Linked DNA regions of Capra hircus: region 1 is linked to region 2. Evidence: chromatin contacts called from public Hi-C data. All regions are on one chromosome and are shown on one strand. Each heading gives the region's core, a stretch centred on a gene start, on an enhancer-like site or on the middle of the called end of the contact. The rest is flanking DNA. Distances are from core to core; before and after follow the strand shown.

The links. A called contact is a pair of places that touch in the nucleus more often than the background predicts.
Region 1: a Hi-C map of liver shows a contact between it and region 2, with 3 times the contacts expected there. The contact joins the promoter of BPI here to the enhancer-like site in region 2. A contact is called at or near these places in 3 of 5 Hi-C or Micro-C datasets (blood and liver).

What each region holds. Positions count from the first base shown.
Region 1 is chr13:66,735,306-66,742,015 of ARS1.2, forward strand. It overlaps BPI (bactericidal/permeability-increasing protein), which reads left to right and starts at 2,707. Exons shown (of 15, transcript NM_001314172.1): 1 at 2,707-2,836; 2 at 6,002-6,116. The coding sequence starts at 2,707.
Region 2 is chr13:66,658,422-66,664,590 of ARS1.2, forward strand. KIAA1755 reads right to left here. Exons shown (of 13, transcript XM_018057849.1): 8 at 5,509-5,607; 9 at 4,476-4,624; 10 at 2,622-2,760; 11 at 1,287-1,409; 12 at 420-638. Among named protein-coding and RNA genes, the nearest start is that of KIAA1755, 32 kb to the right of the region's middle. Within about 2 kb of position 3,405, at least 2 of the 5 cell types and tissues checked have an H3K27ac peak or open chromatin away from gene starts, as enhancers often do.

The sequences.
Region 1 (6,710 bases), core at 1,457-3,956, 76 kb after region 2:
TCAAAATTCAAGCATTTAATTATTACCACTATTGCCTCTCAGGACAAGAAAATGCTTAAGGCTCTGTTTCCTTAAAGGTTTTACTGTGGAAAACACCAAGAAATCAGAAGTAGAAAGAAAAATACAATTCTCAGTCATAAAATGAGTAAGTTCTGGGGATCTAATGCACAGCATGATAATTGCAGTTAATACTATACACCTGGAATTTGTTAAGAGAGTAAATCTTCATTCTCACTACACATACCAAATGACAACCACGTGAAGAGAGAGATGAGTTAATTAGTTTGGTTGTGGCAATCACTTCACAATGTATACGTATATTGAATTATCACACTATACACTTTAAATGTACATTTGACCCTTAAACAATGCAGGGGCTAGGGGTACTGACTCCCACATCCCAAGCAGTTGAAAATTCGAGTATAACTTAAGAGTCAGACCTGCATATACGTAGTTCCATCATATCTGAGGTTCCACATCTATGGATTCAACCAACCACAGGTGGTGTAGGACGGTAGTACATATTTACTGAAGGAAATCCGTATACAAATGCCCATGCACAGTTCAAACTTGTGCTGTTCAAGGAGCAACTGTGTACAATTTTGCCAATTATACCTCAGTAGAGCATAAAAAAAAGACAATATAATCAACTCTGATATCTCTACCACCCAGCTTCCCGGAAGTTCTTGGATGGAGGGATTTGGGTGGAGGGTTCAGGGAGGGGGGAAAGGAAAGGGAATGACACTCACAGCCAGAAGTCTCGACTTACACATACTACACACACACACCATACACACACACCACACACACCACACCACACACACCACACCACATGCATACACACACCACACCACACACATACCACACACACCACACCACATGCATACACACACCACACCACACACATACCACACACACCACACCACACACACCACACCACACACATACCACACACACCACACCACACACATACCACACACACCACACCACATGCATACACACACCACACCACACACATACCACACACACCACACCACATGCATACACACACCACACCACACACATACCACACACACCACACCACACACACCACACCACACACATACCACACACACCACACCACACACACCACACCACACACATACCACACACACCACACCACACACATACCACACACACCACACCACATGCATACACACACCACACCACACACATACCACACACACCACACCACACACACCACACCACACGCATACACACACCACACCACACACATACCACACACACCACACCACACACACCACACCACACACATACCACACACACCACACCACACACATACCACACACACCACCACACCACACACACATACCACACACACCACACACACATCCACACACACCCACACCACACACACCACACCACATGCATACACACACCACACCACACACAACCACACCACACCACACACACACACACCACACCACACACATACCACACACACCACACCACATGCATACACACCACACACACCACACCACACATACCACACCACACCACCACCCACCACACACCACACACACCACACCACACACACCACACCACACACATACCACACACACCACACCACATGCATACACACACCACACCACACACATACCACACACACCACACCACACACATACCACACACACCACACCACATGCATACACACACCACACCACACACACACCACACACCCCACACCACACACACCACACCACATGCATACACACACCACACCACACACATACCACACACACCACACCACATGCATACACACACCACACCACACGTACCACACCACATGCATACACACATCACACACACAATACACACATCACATACATACACAACAAACACAACCACACACACCACACACACCACACCACACCATACACACATCACACATGCATACATACACCACACATACATACACACCACAATACATACACTTACACCATACCACACACACCCTAAACATACATACACACACACCACACATGCATGCACACATCACACATACATACAACATACCACACCACATACACAAACACACCCCAAACACAACCACACACACACCACATATACATACACACACCACATATACATACACACACACCACACCACACCACACACACACCACACATGCATACACACATCACACATACATAAAACATACCACACCACATACACAAACACACCCCAAACACAACCACACACACACCACATATACATACACACACCACATATGTACACACACACACCACACCACACACACACTACACATGCATACACACATCACACATACATAAAACATACCACACCACACACACACACCCCAAACACAACCACACACACCACACATACATACACACCACACATCACACATACACACATGCCACACACACACACACACACACACACACACACACACACACACACACACAGGGCTCCCAGGCTTCAGCACTGGCTGTTCTGGGGCTGTGGCCCCAGCCATACAGTGGGAAACCGCAGGCAGGCGGCCGCCCACCCCTCTTCCGGCCCTGCTCGTGTTCCTTCCTCCTTTCTTGTTCTCCTGACTTGCATTTCCACAGCTGCCTCCTTTATAGGTCCCTGGTTCCCCTCCAGGACCTCGAGGTTTTGGCAGCTCTGCAGGACGAAGACATGGCCAGCGGCCCTGGCAGTGTGCGGAGGTGGGCAACCCTGGTGGTGCTGGTCGCCCTGGGCACGGCTGTGACGACGACGACCAACCCCGGCATCGTGGCCAGGGTCACCCAGAAAGGCCTGGACTACGGTAACTGGCTGCCTTCCTTTCCTTCTTTCCCATCACTGACTGAGCACCTGCTGTGTGCAGCCCTTTAATCCAGAGTATGGCCTGCTCACTGCTCCTTCAAGGAGGCCCTCTCACCCTGTCTTACAGAGCAAGAAGCTGGGCCAGGGTGAATTACCCAAGGTCACAGAGCTGGGAAGCCGCAGCGGAGGGGATGGAACCCTAGTCTGGAGGACTCTGAGTCCAGTGCTCAGGCCCCTCATGGTCCCCCTCCCTCTACCCAATACCCGATTCGGGCTTGGGCCCTTCACTTCCTTCCTAGCTGGTTCTCAGCCCTGATACTCGTCTGGCAGCCCCTGGCTCAGTCCTCAGCGTGGGCCGAGCTTAGGCTCCTTGAGGAGCGGGGGTGCTTGGCAGCCACACTCTGCACAGTAGCCAGCCGGGTGCCACAGACAGGATCCCCCCAGGCCACTCCCTCAGGCCCAGACGCAGCAGAGAATGTTATGAAGCAGCCTCCTGACCTGCTCAGATCGGTGCCAGGCACTATGCCAAAAGCACAAAATGTTACTAGTGGCCTTTACAGATGAGCAGACAGACTGGAAGAAGGGAGGGGGAAGGAGGTGGCCTGGATCTGAGCTCTGGTCTGTGAAGTATCGGCGTGGGGCTGCTCAATGCTGCCTCTCGGTGGCAGAGAGATGACCTGCAGAACAGTGGGGGACAGCTGGTGCCAGCGACATCAGACCCAGGAGAAGGCAGGCTCTCAGGGGCGGTGGACCCCCAGGGGAATCAGGACAGGACCAAAGTGAAGTGAAGTGAATGTTGCTCAGTCGTGTCCGACTCTTTACAACCCCATGGACTATACAATCCATGGAATTCTCTAGGCCAGAATACTGGAGTGGGAAGCCTTTCCCTTCTCCAGAGGATCTTCCCAACCCAAGGATCGAACCCAGGACTCCTGCATTACAGGCGGATTCTTAACCAGCTGAGCCACAAGGGAAGCCCAAGAATACTGGAGTGGGTAGCCTATCCCTTCTCCAGAGGATCCTCCTGACCCAGGAATCGAATCAGGGTCTCCTGAATTGCAGGTGGATTCTTTACCAATTGAGCTATCAGGAAAGCCCAGGACAGGACACCTGGTATTCCATCCCTGAATTCCTACCCCAGCCCAGGCAGGACACCTGTGAATCTCAGGGTTGCAGACGGAAGGCTCCCTGTGAGCTAGGAGAAAAGATTATGCCCCTGCCCTGTACTCAGACCTGGGGCACCTCTGGTCACTTCCCAGGAGCAGAGACTTGGGCTCAGCCTTTAAGCCTAAAAGTCTTCACATTCTGTCAGAGCAGCCTCGGTCCCGCCTTCTACTCACACCCCATACAGCCATCATGAGTGTCCTGAAGTGCAGTGGCGCGGTTCAGGACCCTCATTACTGATACTATTCAGCGGCTCCCGAGTGCCTTCAGAAGGCATCCTGGGCTTGACCTTAGAGATCCTTCGAGACCTGGCCCCTGCATATCCACTGATGGTGGCCATCCCACAGTCTCATTTCTCTCTGGGCAGTGCCAGTCTATGCCTGGTTTACTTTTGGACCCCCAGAAGGCCTGTCCCAGGGCGCGGGCTCTGGGAACAGAAGGCCTGAATTCAGATGCTGCCTCCCTCAGCTGTCAGCTGTGTGGTCACCTTTCTGAGTCTGTTTCCTTGTCTGTGAATTGGGAGGTTAAAAGACCCACTGGGCTTCTTCCCTCGTGGCTCAGTTGGTAAACACTTCCTGCAGTGTGGGAGATCTGGGTTCCAAATCAGTTCTTTTCAACCAGACTAACTACCCAGGATTGTTCAGATTCGCGTATGTTCAGTTACACGTATGTAACTTAATACATGCATGGAGCCCAGAATTGTGCCAGGAACAGAGTAAGAACCTGATAAATGTTGTTGTTGTTGTTGTTGTTACTATTATTATTACTATTGCTATTATTACTATGCTTAACTGGCTCTTGGAAAAACACAAATCCTGGGATCCATCATTTTACCGCTTATTCTTCTCATTTAACTTGTTTGCCATCTAACTTTCTCTGACGCTGTTAACCACATAATAAAGGATGGCAGAATTCCTGACCCTGGGGACATTCATTCATTTAGTCATCCATCAGGTATTAAGTTCTAGTCTCTGTGATAAATGTGGCAGACATCTGTGACATCCGTCCCTGGCCTTGGGCGGCTTACATCTAGTAGGGGAGAGAGATATTAATTGAAAAATCACATGAATAGTTGCATAATTACAAAAGGTAATGCGAGCTCCAAAAGAGATATCCACAGCATCGTGAGAATGATAACAAGAAGGATCGCACTCTTCTGATGAACCAGAGAAAGTTCCTAGAAGAAATGATGACTAGAAGCTGACCAGGTGAAGATGAGAGGAAAAGGTTTCCCAGGCAGTGGGAAAGGTGCATGCAAAGATCCTGTGGTGAGAGAGTCCAAAACCCAGACAGACACAGTGTCTGTGAGGGAAGAGCACAGAGCAGATATCAATAAACACCCACAGGATGCATGACTGGGTGTTTGGAGCGGGTGATATTTCAAACTAAGTGTTGGCGAACAAGCATGGCAAACTAGTTGGCCTAAGCATGGCTTTTACATTTTTAAATGGCTGGAGAAAAATCAAAAGGAGAATCCTGTCTCAGGCCGTGTGAAAATGATGTGTGTGCTGTGTATGCTAAGTCATTTCAGTCTTCAGTGTCCGACTCTTTGTGACCCCATGGACTTCAGCTAGCCAGGCTCCTCTGTCCATGGGTTTCTCCAGGCAAGAATACTGGGGTGGGTAGCCATGCCCTCCTCCAGGGGATCTTCCTGACCCAGGGATTGAACCCACGTCTCTCATGTCTCTTGCACTGGCAGGCGGGTTCTTTACCACTAGCGACACTGATGTGAAATTCAAATTTCATTTTCTATCAGTAAAGTTTTATTGTAACAAACCCATACCTATTTACTGACTTACTGTCAATGGCTGCTTTTGTACAATAACTTCCAAGCTGAGTGGTTGTGACGGAGAGAGTAAGATCTAAAAAACAGAAAATATTTATTATTGGGGCATTGACAACAGCCTTTAACTGAGCCCTGCTATAGACCTTTCCAATCCCACCATCTCTGCTATGAACCAGCTACATGCCTCTGACCTCTGCTTCCTCTCTCTCCTCTCAGCCTGCCAGCAGGGAGTGCTTACTCTGCAGAAAGAGTTGGAGAAGATAACAATTCCCACTTTCTCAGGAAACTTTAAGATAAAATACCTCGGGAAAGGGCAATACAGCTTCTTCAGGTAAGCCCTGTCCAGCTCAGTCCTCCGTGTTCAGGACTGTCGTGCGTTGGGGCCACCAAGACCTAGACTCATAGAGCCACAAATTCCTAAACTCAGAGAGGTTAGAGGATCCTAAAGCTAATGTTTACATCATTCTGAGGGGATACAGTCCCCAAGCTGCGTGTGGAAGAAACCACCCAAACTGTCTTTCAGGCACTCACTATGACTCCCGAGGGGATGTCATAAATCCCCAAACTCTGTGCCAAGCCCTTATGTTAACTGGGATTAGGGGTGGAGGTGAGGTTTCTATGACAGAAAACCTAATCAGAAATGACCTTAACCAGAATGTAGGGGCTCAGAGGACTGAGATGTCCCTGGAATCATCTGGCTTCAGGTTCAGCTTGAGGAAGGCCCAAATACCACTGGACCCTGTTTTTCTCTTGCCATCTCTCAGCATCTCTTCCCTCTGGAAAGGCTAATTCTCGGGTAGGATGTCCCTATACAGAGGTCATCAGCATCTTCTCAGCATTCCCAGCCCTGTAAGAGGAAGGCACCATTTTCTTACTCAAGCAAAACTCCTAGGATTCACTCTGATTGGTCCATTTTAGGTCCATA
Region 2 (6,169 bases), core at 2,155-4,654:
TTGATGGACCTGAGTTTGAGCAAACTCTGGGAGATGGCGAAGGACAGGGAAGCCTGGCGTGCTGCAGTCCATGAGGTCACAAAGAGTCTGACATGACTGAGCAACTGAACGACAACAACCTGCCCCTAAACCCATCACTTAAGAAGCAGATGTTTTCTGAGGGTCCTCTGAGAGTTCGTGTCCCTGGGAGGCTCCTGTGTAGTGGGACAAACCGGGTTCAGAGATCAGCTGGATCTGGTTTAGGAGGGTAACTTCATCTTGCAAACCTTGCTTCCCTTTCAGAAAATGCAGCTGATTCTCTTTCCAATGGAAGTGACTGTGGAATGAAGAGAGCCTAGCGCTGTGTCCAGCCGCTCCTGCCCCACCCCTCCTTCCAGGCGCTGGGGGCAGGGGTGGGAAGCCTATGCTGGAAGGCTCACCTTCTTGCAGAAGTGGTGCAGGTGGAGCAGTGTCTCCAGGTCTGTGCGTTGCCGCTCGGCTGCCATGTAGAAGTGGGTCAGCTTCGCCTGGAAAGCCCGCTGGGTGAAGGCAAAGGCTGCCAGCTCTGGGAGCTCGGTCCCTCCTGCCTCCCCAGCCCTGGCTGCTGCTGCCAGCTGGGCCGCCTGCTTGCACAGCTCCAGGCCGCGGCGGTACTGGGCCTGAGCGGGGAGGGAAGGGTGTCCACTCAGCTCCAGCCTCTCTACCAAGATATGAGACTTCCTGAGTCTCAGTTTCCTCATCTATAAAATGGGAACCCGGGGTTCACTTTGCCCACTGAGACTCTACTTAGTGTCACCTTCTTCTGGAAAAATTCCCTGACCCCAGAGTCTGAGTTAGAGGCTTCTCATCTATGTCACCATGGTGTTCCCTTTCTGACTATTTCCCTGTTGCCCCTCCAACCCACCCTCCGAAAACAAAACAAAACAAAACTGGCCTGAAAGTTCCCTGAAGGTTAAAACAGGGGCTGAATTGCCCTGGGCCCCAGGGCCCAGCACATCGAGGAGGCAGACTCCCCCCGCCTCCCAGGCTGATTCAGTAGGACTAGAGTAGGACTCTGGAATCTGTAGTTTAAGAAATCCATCAGGGATTCTGAGACTGGTTATCTTTGGACTGGGTAGTCAGGGAAGGCTTCCTGGAGGAGACGGTATCTAAGCCGAACCCTTTGTGATCCAAGCTGCTTCCCCCACTGTCTCGAGCAGCTTTCTAGTACTTCTCCACCTTGGCACCTTTTCCCAGCAGTGCCACCCCCACCCTGCTCTGGTCCTCTCCATCTGCTCCCATCCTGTCCCTCAGTCTCAGGAACGCACCGCAGCCTGAAGGAAGAAGTCCTCGAACTCTGCGTGGGCTTTCTCCACTGTCTCCAAGCTTCCGTCCTTGGGGGTCAGCACTTGCAGGCACTGGCTTCCTTCCTGCTCCATCCAGTGGCTGACCTGGAGCAGGGAGGGAGGTTTGGATGTGAGGGACTACTGAGGAAACATCCCTTGGCCAGCCTCCTGCTTTCGTGAGAGGCTGAGGTCTTATCCTCAGTCATTTGGGGGCCCACTGACCTGGCCTGAAACACCCCCCTATAATTCTGGAGACATGAGGATTCAATGAGGGACAGATGGGGTAAAATGGCTCTCGATCCCACGAGTCCTCTTTATATTCTGGGGTGTCCTAAAGGGCACATACTCACCTACTTTATCCTCACAAAGTCCCATGTGGCCACTAATTTTATCCCTCATTTAACAGATGAGGAAACCTAGGCACTGAATAATTAAGTACCTTGTCTAGATCACACCACTAGTAAGTGCTGGAGCCGGTACTGGAACCCAAGCCGTCTGGCTCCAGGCACCCTGTGCTCCACGACCCCGAGCATGCAGGGAGGTGGTGGCTCTAGGCACCGGCATTTGGACAGGATGGTGCCCAGTGTGCGCTCCAGGATCAGACCCCCAGGTGTGCGACAAGGGCAGGTGACGTAACGTCTCCCAGACTCCGTTTCCTCATCAGTGAGTAGGCGAAATCCTAAAGTCTTGCCTATGTCGCTGGTAAGGGATGAGGTTGAAAAGTGGTGATGGTCACAAAGGCTCCAGCCCAGGGCTTGGGGCAAAGCTGGTATTTAAGAAATGCAGCTTCTGGGGGGCTCCCTGATGGCTCACCGGTAAAGAAACTCCCTGCCAATGCAGGAGACACAGGTTTGATCCCTGGTTGGGGAAGATCCCATGTGCTTCAGAGCAACGAAGCCTGTGCATCACAACTAATGAGCCTGTGCTTTAGAGCCTAGGAGCTGCAACTACTGAGCCCAGCAAACCTAGAACCAGCAATAGGAGAAGCCACCATCATGAGACGCCTGTGCATCGTAACTAGAGTAGCTCCCGCTCGCCGCAACTGGAGAAAAACCCGTGCACAGCCATAAATAAACAAATATACAAAATTATATACATAAAATAAAAGTAGCATCTCGAGCTATGTCCTCAGTCACCAAGCACCCTTACGGAGTGCATGTCGTGTGCTCCAAGAACCCCTACCTGGCTCTCCAAGAAATGCCAACCTGGTATCTTTATACCAGAGCAAAGCGCCTGGCTGGGGCAGGGCCTGGAGCGGCAGGAGCCCCACTTCCACCCTCAGGTCCCTGGGCCAGCCTCCTCCTTCCCCTCTCTCACCTGGTGGATGGCAGCTTCCAGGCGGCCCAGACGGACACGGAGCTCCAGCCTTCTCAGGAGGTGGTTGGACACAGTGGCCAGGATGTGCAGCTGCTCATCCACAAGGCTGTAGAGGGCGGCAGCTTCGGCCAGATGGCTCCTGGGAAGCCACGGAGGGTGAGAAAAACCCAAGATGTTGATCCCTTGGCCCCCACTCCCTGCACTCCTGCCCAGCATAGGCCTGCCTCCCTAACTCCCTTCAACTCTGTGGCCTTGGCCTGGGTGCTTCAGCTGCTGACTTGCTGTGTGACCTTGGGCAGGTCCCCACACCTCTCTGGGCCTCAGCCTCGGCCTTCCGGGGGACTGGGAGGACCAGAGGCCACAGCAGGAAACCAAATGACCCTGTCTTTCCCTAGGAAGGTAGGAGCCGAGCTGGACAGATCTGGGTTCACACCCCAGGCCTGCTACCTTCCAGTAAGAGGAGCTTATGTAAATTCCTCACCCTTTCCGCATCTCCGTTTCTGTAACAGAACCCACTTCACAAGGTGGTTGCACCCTCCTCTGCCCTAGCGATCCTTTAGAAGGAAAAAGTAAAAGAGGAGAGGGAAGGAGAGTCCATTTTCCTGGAGGGAGCCTCATCTGACCGCACCTTCCCACGGGTCACTGCCTTTCCAGGGAATGGGTGAGCGCCCCGGGTGAGTGAACAGGATGGAAAATGCCAGGCTGTCTGGCAAAGGGCGGGAGGAAGCTGGGGACAGGCAGGAGCTGCAGAACCAACACGCAGAGTGGCTCACGTGGGACCACAGCGCCCCCTCGTGGAACTGCTGGTGGCCAGCGGTCTGGATGGGCCTATGGCGAAACAAAGGGGCCCTGGAGCCCAACCAGTCAGGCAGCGGCGTCCTGGGAAAGGCAGTGCCAGCCCCACCAGGCCATGTGAGGGGCAGGGAGATGACTCCACCTCCAGGAGCTGCTGTCCAGCGCTCACATCTGCATGAATCTGTCTGTGGGCACAGTTCAGGGTGGTGTGTTCAAGATTCTGGGCCAGGCTGCCTGGGTTTAAGTCCTGGCTGCATGACCTTGGGCAAGTCACTTATCCTCTCTCCGAGCTTCAGGCTCTTCCACTGTAAAATGAGGACGGTACTAGGATCCACTTTGTGGGTGGGAATTAAACATGTTGACATTCTTGAGGCCCTTAGAACAATGCTGTGCTCATACTAAGTGCTATTTGGGGTTGGTTAAATAACCAAAACATTCTTGGAAGATTACGCAAACTTTGTAATTGTGCTCATTCTAACAGAGACAAAATTTTTACAATTGCTGGCTGATTTAATTGCTGATTTGCACCCCACCCCATCCCTAACTTTAAGAAAATTGGTACTTTCTAGGAATGTGCACTGTTCGCTCTGTGGTTCTGAGACCGTGAAGTTCTCTCAGGCCCCTGCCAGGGAAGGCAGGGCAGTTCAGGGGTTAGTGTTCACAAAGCCTGGCTCTTACTTCCCTTCGCTCAGCCTCAGCATCCATCAGCCACATCACCCACATCATCCATTTAGGAGGATGTGGGCCTCATGTAATCTTAGGAAAAAGAGACAAGCTCTTGAAGGCCCTCAGCCCAGGGTTTAGGTCAAAGATGGTGCTTGGTTGATGATGGTCACCGGAAGCGGGGGAGCTTGTCCTCCAATGTCTGGGCTTAGGAGGGTCACAAAGAAGGGACTTGCCAAGGTAGAAGCCTCAGCTTGGGGTATGGGCACTGCAAACACCCCATCCCAGACATCCTCAGAGCCCACCCTATGTGTCCCCTCAGCAAAGTGGCCCCAGCTCTGGGTCCCAGCCTGGGGAACAAGATGCAGTAGGGGTGGAAAAGCCTGGTGCCCATACCTGACGTCCGGGTTGAAGTTCAGCCTGCTGCCCTCCTGTCTCAGCCTGGCCAGGGTGGCTCCGCCTTCCCGCTGGAGGCTCATCAGGCCTGGGTCCCTTAGCACGGCCTCCATCAGCTCCTTGGACTTGTTCAGACACCTGGAGGCCTCCTGCCAGGGTAGGGAAGTAGCCTGAGGCTCAGTTCCCACTCTCCTATAACCTTCCAGGGCTCCCCACTCCCTGATTCTGCCTGACTCCCCTTGAATACCCAACTGGTATTCAAGGTCTTACGGAAAGTCCATCCTTTCTATCTCTAAAACATCTCCTCAAACCAAGCTTCCTCTCATCACCATGGCAACCTCACTGGTCCAAGCACCATCATCTCTTTCTGGGACATCCATCCCAGGGCTCCGCTGATTTCCCCACAGCACCCTGGCTCCCTCTGTAGTCTGTTCTCTGTATGGCAACCAGACAGATCTCAAAGGGCCCATTTGATCATCCCACTGCTGCTTAGAACTGTCCAGCGGCTTCCCTTTCCATTTAGAATCAAATCCCAACTCAGCTTCTCCCTGATACAGTTGTGGACCTAGCAGGTCTCCTCCTTTTCCCCTACTTTGTTCCACACTGGCCTCCTTGCTCAAATATACCAAGCACAGCCCCACCTCAGGGCTTTGAACATGATTGCCCTCCACCTGGAGCACAGTCCTGTTCCTGTTCCCAGGGTTCCATCTCATCCTTCAAGGCTCAGCTTCAATACCCTCCTTCCCCATTACTCTCAATCTTACTTTCACAGCCTTTAGCATCACTTGTAGTGAAATGTCCATTTCTATTTACTTTTTTTTTTTTTTAATGACCTCTCACACTGCACCATGAGCCCCATGAAGGCAGGGACAAGTCGATCTGCCCCAGGCTGGGTCTCCAGGGCATGACACATAGTAACTGTCCAGTAAATATCAGCTGAATGAATCAATGAAAACAAAGCCCCTTCACTGAGCCCTTGGTCCATGGAATCCGGGGTGTGTTGTGGTTTCCCCACTTCTGGCCCCTGGCTCACCTGCACCCCTCCAGGGGGCTCACCCTTCTCAAACTCCTCGATGGAAGCCTTTAGCAGGCAGGAGGCCTGGCGAAGGTCAACAAGGAAAGGATCCAGCTTCTGCAGGACAGGAGGCCCAGAGTGGGGGTGTCAGCCTGCGAAGAGGACACCACTCCCCTCCACCCACCAGGAGGACATGCAGGCTGGTGGTTCTCAAACGTTAGCTGCATCAGAATCACCTGGAAAGCCAGTTAAAATCCAGGCTGCAGGACTTTCCTGGTGGGCCAGTGGTTAAGACTTTGCCTTCCAATGCAGGGGATGCAGGTCTGTCTGATCCTTGGTCGAGGAGTTAAGATTCTACATGCCTCTCGGCCAAAAAACCAAAATGTAAACTAGAAGAAATACTGTGACAAATTCAATAAAGAATCTTAAAATGGTCCACATCAAGAGAATTATTATTTTTTTAATCCAGGCGGTTGAGCCCTCCCCCCAAGTTTCTGGTTTAGTTTTTCTGGGGTGGGTCATGAGAGCGCACATTTCTAACAGGTTCCCAGGTGAGGCTGATGCTGCTGGTCCAGGGACCACAGTTTGAGAACCACTCATGCTGGAAATGAGAGGGAAAAAGACAGAGGACAGGTCTGACCTACTCCCAGGCCACTGGGGTATAGTGGGGGAGGGAACA